2 separate regions of the Mus musculus genome follow, and region 2 is linked to region 1. Evidence: chromatin contacts called from public Hi-C data. All regions are on one chromosome and are shown on one strand. The core of a region is the stretch at or near the end of the contact, and the rest is flanking DNA. Distances in the headings are between cores, read along the strand shown. Region 1 overlaps Dlgap2 (DLG associated protein 2). Region 2 overlaps Dlgap2 (DLG associated protein 2).

Evidence for each region. Hi-C and Micro-C count contacts between places; a contact is called where the count stands out from the background.
Region 2: a Hi-C map of liver shows a contact between it and region 1, with 2.6 times the contacts expected there. The contact joins two enhancer-like sites. A contact is called at or near these places in 1 of 15 datasets of contacts at CTCF or cohesin (the NIH/3T3 cell line), 2 of 484 Hi-C or Micro-C datasets (embryonic fibroblasts and liver) and 1 of 9 other capture datasets (embryonic stem cells).

The regions. Positions count from the first base shown.
Region 1 is chr8:14,243,607-14,247,393 of GRCm38.p6, reverse strand. The region is part of intron 2 of Dlgap2 (DLG associated protein 2); the gene reads right to left. Among named protein-coding and RNA genes, the nearest start is that of Gm26184, 28 kb to the left of the region's middle. Within about 2 kb of position 2,058, at least 4 of the 459 cell types and tissues checked have an H3K27ac peak or open chromatin away from gene starts, as enhancers often do. A contact at or near this core is called in liver, where this site is marked.
Region 2 is chr8:14,840,900-14,844,686 of GRCm38.p6, reverse strand. Dlgap2 (DLG associated protein 2) reads right to left here. Exons shown (of 16, transcript NM_172910.3): 15 at 1,037-1,189. Among named protein-coding and RNA genes, the nearest start is that of Cln8, 46 kb to the left of the region's middle. Within about 2 kb of position 1,771, at least 22 of the 459 cell types and tissues checked have an H3K27ac peak or open chromatin away from gene starts, as enhancers often do. A contact at or near this core is called in liver, where this site is marked.

The DNA of each region.
Region 1 (3,787 bases), core at 809-3,308:
TTCTGCAAGACAGGAAGCTCTTCCAACCTTCATCCAGTCTTGACAGCCCTGACTCCACTCTGATTTCCTCCAGTGCCCAGACAGACCTTGTGGAATGCTCATTCAGATCATAGGCATTAAGGTTTGGAGACGAATTGTTCCCCCATCGTCTCTTGTGTCTGAACCCAAGATTCCTACCTGCTGATGTTGTTTGGGGACATTCTGAAGCCTTTGGAGGTAGAGCTTAGCTGGAGGAATTGAGTCAACAGTAGCTGGCTCATCCCTGCCCCTGCCCCTGGCCCTGCCCCTGGCCCTGCCCCTGCCCCTGCCCCTGTCCCCACTGTCTTTACTTTTCCCAGATGTGAGCAAGTAACCCCTTTCTCCTGCCTCCACAGCCCCAAGCCACTCTCCATTCGTACTTTCTGTCACAATGGACTGTACCCTCAGACTATGAGCAAAAAATACATCTTCCTCTTTCAAGATGTTTCTTCTCAGGTGTTTGGTTAACAGTGGCTAGAAAAGTGCCCAATACAGTGGCCAACAGAAATGTTGGTTAACTGGTGTAAACACAGTTCTGCATAGAGATACACCTCCATCTACCACTGCCTGTGATCTCATGGTCAGAAGGTCAGCACAGTGCGGCAAAGCAGACTCTGTCCACTATTACAGGAAAGAGACACTAAGGTGGCCATGACTCATAAAAGCCACAAAAGCACCTCTGTCATGCTCTCATTTCACAGAACCCTCCTTCCTATCACAGAAGTGACACTCTCATCTTCAGAGAAGCAGGATTCACAGAATCCAAGGTGATGGGTTTCTCTAAGGCACCAGGTCAGAATGTTCAATTCTGCCTCTGAAAAAGAGGTGGTTTTCAAGGCAACTATGTGTCCTGGGAGTTGGGTAATGCCTTCAACCATAACCATGTGCTCCTATGACACAAAAAGTGACTGGCCTCATAGATCTTTAATGCAGGCATTCAGGGACCCACCATCCCATACCTCCTATAAAGAACGTGCTGTCTGGAAAGCATGAGCACAGGGGGCTTGAGGATGCAAGCAAGGACACCTTCTTTCCCCCAGCAATAACATCCACCTCAGCACTGGACCTCTCCCTCCAAGGGCACCACCCAGCCCTGGATATTCCCCGTACACAGAGGCACAACCCTGACATATGTCCTGCAATTAGAAATACAATCCCACAGGTTTTCCCAGCAACCCTTCAACACACCCACAACCTTGCTGCCCTGGGGCCCAGACTGGCAGCTTCCAGCCAATCAGAATACTCTGGTCATCCACCAGTGGGCCAGTGAAGACCAATAGCCTCATCCATAGAAGATGCTCATCTGGGTCTCAGCAAAGAAATCGGAAACTCAACTGGGTCCCGGTGGGTCAAAAAGCCAGGGTTCCCCCAAGGACAGACAGGAGGAGTCATCTCTGATTGGTGTCACACTCCTGTCCCCTGAGGGACTAGCAGTGTACTCCTCTGGGCATGGCTCACACAAAGCCCTGGCTTAGGGGGCTTTGGACCTGTGTCCTACCCAGAGCCTTTAGGCATTCTAGCCTCACATGCAGCCTCAAGCCTAGAGCACTGTCCCATGGGAAAAAGCCATTCTGCCTTCTAAAGTCAGATCTGGGGCACTCTTCGAAGACCTGTCCTCCACCTCTGCAGACATTACATAGCAAGAACTTCCAAAGTCAACCTGCTTACTGCCATTGTCTAAGAACTATCGTTATCACTGTTACAGGTGGGAAAAAAAAAAAAAAACCAAAGACTCAATAGACATTTCCCTTCTTATGAGAAACCATTAAATGAATTTTACAGAAGTTTGGTTTTCTTTTACTTTTCTGAGCTTAACAGTAGCAGAACTCAGCATGTAATGATTCCAGACGGCAGTGGCACAAGGCTTGAGCTTCCGGAACCACAGGCAGATGAAGTCAGGAATCGAGTAAGAGGCTGTTTTCCCAAAAACAGATGGGAAATAATAATTCAGATCATGAGAGAAGCCCAATTTCTATTCCTCATTAATTTCACTAGAAAGGGCAAAGCCACCAGAAGCACTGGCCTCAAGTGAGGACACCACCCCTGGCCAGCCCCACCCCCTTCTCCCCCAGTTACCCAAAGCACATTCAACCACTGGCGACCACAAGCTGCAAATACCACGTGGCTTCAGAAACTCGCAGCTCTCGTGGAAGCTGTGGTGAATAGTTTTAGAATGCTGTAAAATGCTGAATTGTCACCTTGTTAAATGAGTAAAGTCTGGTCCCCACCACCCCTCCCTCACCAGAACCCAAGGGACTCCTGCCACATCACCAGTGAGTTCAACTGGGACAGAGGTTAAATCAATGTTCCCGGGCATCACTCCTGACCTCATGCACCGCCCTCCCTCCCCCCTGTATGACACTCTTGCTGTCTTTCTGATCCCTTCCTCCAAGCCTCCCTTGTCTAACTTCAGAAGTATGTGTCCAGTTGCCCACTCCCTTTCAGCGCTTAGATATCCCTGGACAGCTTTGAATGAACCCATTGCATGTAACTAACCTTCAGATTACCTGCCACCTCTCCCCAGCTTCTGTAGCAGGACCCTCCGCCCTGCCCACCTCCTCTCCACGCCAGCCCTCAGCCCACAGAACCCAGCATCAATTCTTGGGACTAAATAAGCACCTACCACTGCCGCCCAGCCAACTTCCTTTCCTCCCTCACCTTAGTGAGGTCCATGGGTCCAGAAACCTTGTCTTCAGAAAGCCACCCCTATAAGTCCCCACGATGAGTTTGAATTGTCAGCTGGCCATGACTTAGAATCCCCTGTGAGAAGAGCTTCCTCCAAGGAGTCACATAAGTCAGATTGGCCCATGGATATAGCAGGGAGTTGAGGGGTTATCTTGGTAGTCAATTGAAGGAAAGGTGCACACATCCACACCGAATACATACAGTACTCTTTCACTGAGCTGGGCTCTGATCTGTGAAAGAGTGAAGGAAGGTAGTTAAACAGAAGCGCCAAGCAAGCAGGGACCCGTGCATCCATCATTCTCTCTGCTCTTGGTGGTGCACGTCACCCAGTGAGTCCCCACTTTGACGTCCCAGCAAACAAGAATGATAACCTGGAATTGTAAGCCCAATAAACTCCCTTCTCTCAAAAGTTGCTTCTGATCATGGTATTTAGCATTGCAACTGGAACAAGACTAGAATTATCTCTCCATTCAGAAGTCATGTCATATACTACATTGCACACACTATACTTTCCCCAAACCCCTCCTAACAGTTCCCAGGAGCACTTAGATCTTAAAGGGCTGAAAGGCCAGACATGACCTGATCAGAGCTGCCAATCACAGCCTGCTCAAGGTCCGCGGCACCAGTCCCTCACTGCTCCATGTGCAGGACACATGTATGACCTGGGGTTCCTTGCACATAACATTCTTTGTCTGGAAGACTCTACAGGATATCTCAGCTCAATCCCCACACTTCAGAAACATTCTCACTTATTAGCTCCGTCACTTGGTCTCAAACTGGCTTCTTCATCTTTCCCCTTGGGAGGCTGTCTCCATTATTCTCTGACTTGCACAAATGGGAGCTCTGTGAAGGCTGGGAACTATCTGGGAACTGAAGTCAGATCCTCTGGAAGATGCAAGAACATCAAATACTCTTAACCACTGAGCCATCTCTTCAATCTCTTCACCTTATTTTTTATTTAAGAATTATTAATTTTATGTATATGAGTACACTGTAGCTGTCTTCAGACGCACCAGAAGAGGGCATCAGATCCCATTACAGATGGTTGTGAGCTACCATGTGGTAGCTGGGAACTGAACTCAGG
Region 2 (3,787 bases), core at 522-3,021, 600 kb before region 1:
CTTGACTTTATTTCATTTTGAGACAGAGTCTCCTGATTTATTTCAGGTCTCAAACTTACAAACCCACTTTGGCTTTCCACGTTCTGGGAACTCAGGCATAAACTACTACCACATCTAACTGGAATTTTAAATAAAAGGACCACATTTATTTAGTGAGCATATGTATGGATGATGCATGTGGGTGTACATGTGCCACAGTGCACTGTGTGGAGGTCAGAGGACGATGTATAGGAATTAGATCTCCCACCATGTAGATCCTGGGACCGGCCTCAGAGCATAAGGCTTGATGGCAAACACCTTTACCCACTGGGCCATCTTGCTGGCCCCATTAGCCGTAACTCAATTTAATGGACTATATCTGTCTAGAAAATTCAGGCCATTATTAGATCTCTAGGGAGCTTGTAAGTCGACACATGCATTGCTGACTTGGACTGCCTTCCAGGGCTCTCCTGAGATGATGTCACCATGCAGCAGGAGCCAAATTCAGACTTAATGCAAATTTTCAGCCTATTTAAGGATGATGAAGCTCCATCAGAAGACCACACCCTCAGACTGCTCCGAAAGGTTTAAATGCAGTCACGCCCTTAGCTCCCTACATGTACCAGGTAAAGTGTATTTGGATAGAAGACAATTGTCATCTTAGCCAGACCTAAGATCTTACCTGTGGGAGATCAGCTAAATACAATCCAAACAGAAGTTGGATGAAAATGAGCCAGGATTTATCCCTGGAGGAAACGAGATTAGAGATGTAGGGATCTTTCCTGGTGTCTCTGAGATGTCTGTGTACCGGAGATAGAGCAAGACACCCACTGCTATTCTCGAACCTAGGATTCCATTCCTGGCCATTTGTGTATGTGCTTGCAATACCCCTCCTCCATCACACACACACACACACACACACACACACACACACACACACACACACACACACAATCTGTTCCTGTATTAAATGTGGAGAAATCCGCTATCATCTGGTACCGGAGCAGGCGCCAGAAGCCTACAAGCTTGGGACCACCGCATCACATGACTGCATTACCTTTCTTTCGGGTGACTCTATTATCTTCCAGTCATTGAGCTTCAGCTGGTGCAGCTCGTCAAACTTCATGCTGACATCTTCCACAGACAGCTGCAGCATATCCCAATAGCCAGCTAGATCCTGTGAGGTGGGTCTTGGCATGGCGCTGGGGTCCTGTGGAAACACAGGGACATTATGGGGGGGGTGTCTATTCTTTCTCCTTTAAGTCACTCAAGGAGAAGCCCCACACGTTTGAAACAAGGCAGGAGATTCTTCCTGACCACCTCAGCCCAGGCACATGCCAGTGGCTTACAAACACGTAGCATATCCCTTTAATGCTTCAACTTGAAAATCCTGGGGGGCGGGTAGAATGTAGCTCAGTGGTACAATACTTGCCTAGCATGTACAGACTCTCTGGGTTCCATCCTTCAAATGGTTTGCAGCTCAAGAAAGCCATAGAGCCATGTGACTTAATCAGATGGGACGGATTGCCCTGTGGGTAGGCCACTAGGATTATGGCCATTTTTTTTTTCATTGTGTTTATTTTGATGGGTCCTAGCTCTAGTTCTGAGGATTAAGCATGACTTCAAAAGGTAATGTGATTTAAGTTTTCTCCCATGGAGAGTCAAGTCAATCTCTTGAAGGAACAAAAGACTCAAGGACACCCCCTCCCACTTAACTCAGCCTGTCCAAGGGGTGCCACTCCACCATCCACAGGCAGAACCTGGGCTTCTTCTCAGCCTAAGACGAACCTCACTTCTGCACAGTGTATGGTCCAATTGGCTCCCTTTTTTTGAATTATTTATTTTATATAAATGAGTACACTGTATCTGTCCTCAGACACACCAGAAGAAGGCATCAGATCCCATTACAGATGGTTGTGAGCCACCATGTGGTTGCTGGGAATTGAACTCGGGACCTCTGGAAGAGGAGTCAGTGCTCTTAACCGTTGAGCCACCATCTCTCCAGCCTGTTTCAATGGGTTCTTACTGTGACAGTTAAGCACCGATTCTGTGTGTGGTTACCTAACTCAGTGTGAGGCTGGCTTATTCTGTAGAGTTACACAATCAACATTTGTCCAAAAGTGCTTACATTGTTCACATTTCATCAGTGGTCTGGGTTGAACATTGTTTGGTTCACAGCTGAGTGAATGCTCACGTGGAAACTATACCCGTTGGGCACCATTGCCTCTTCCCAGTTCACAGGCACTCAAGTAACAGCCTATGTCACCAGGGAGGGTCCTAGGGTAGAAGGTGAACTTTCACAATGTGAAAGTTCCATTTCCTCCTAAGTGGGGTTCAGAGCTGGGCTCTGCTGTTCGAGCCTGTTCTTCCATTGAAACACTAGATGGCGACGTCTGTCCATATGTCTGCCAAGCTAAGGCTGACTCTGGCAGTCCAAGATTTCTGTCTGATTCTGCTTGAGTGTGTGGGAGAGGGATAGCTGCATTATAGCTACATCACAAATTGCCCATGCCTGCACAGCTTGGAGAAACCTAGGAAGAGGTGTCTGTCTTTCCCTAGGGTCATTTCCTAGACTTAAGGATGGGCAAACTTCCTACAAATGTTTACTACCAGCAGTGGCCCCAGCAACCATGAACCACGGCTTTGAGAGCAAATAATATGCTCTGTCTTCCGCCTATGTCTTCTGACACTGCCCTCCAATGAGGGTCTCATAGGTCCCAAAGAGAAACCAAAAGAAAAGAAGATAGCCAACCAGATTTTTTTTTAACTTGCAAGGCTTCAAAGATGTCAGGGTGGGTCATTTCAAGGCCAAATCAGCTCCATCAGGTGCAGAAGAGGGGTGCAATTAAGAGGCTCAAGGGTGAGCTTTGTCCCCCCTGCAGAATGATCTGAACCGAGAGGCCTCAGAGGCTGTCTGGCCACCCTGAGTACAACTACACAGAATAGCATTCCTTATGATCAATCTAATCTTGCATAGGTAGTGCGCAGAGGAAGGCAGAGCCACACATAATGGCCAGACATTTATCTAGTTTCATCTCCCAAGGTCGCACACCTTCCAGATCACCCTTTAAATGTCGACAAAGCTTCATGCCAAAGGTGCCGTGTTATCATGCGAAATGTCCTGATGAACTTTAATGGGCTAACAGGAAAATGTTAGAGAAAACGTTATCCTTAATGACCTGATGAAGGACCTGGGTCCACAGCTCTGAGGGGCCATGTCCGCATATGCAGTAGGACATGCTGTAAGCCCAGTGTCTCCATGTATGCTAACAAGCACAGCGCAGTCAGAACACCTGCTGCCTTTGTGACAGGCCCAGCAGAGCCTTTTACCTTCGTGGAAAATGTTAGGTACTAAATGTCAGGACTGTAAAATCTCCTATAAAGAACTACGGATATAATTCATGATTCTCATGGAGTTATAAATATCTTAGTCAGGAGAAACCAAACAATGTGTGTGTGCAATAAATGGGTATATGCATATGTTAATATATGAAGGTAAGGATGTATGAACATACATGCAGGTATATAAATACACACACACACATATATATACACATAATGCACATATACATACGTATATAGATAGAGATAAGATAGATATAGATTATATAGACATAGAGATGTATAGATATAGATATATAGACATAAGTATAGACATAGGTATAGATATATAGATATAAGTATAGGTATAGGCATAGGTGTAGATATATAGATATAGATATAGATATAAGTATAGGTATAGGCATATGTGTAGATATAGATATATACAGGTGAGTTTCTTCTCTTTTTGACAGGAAGGCCCAGGATC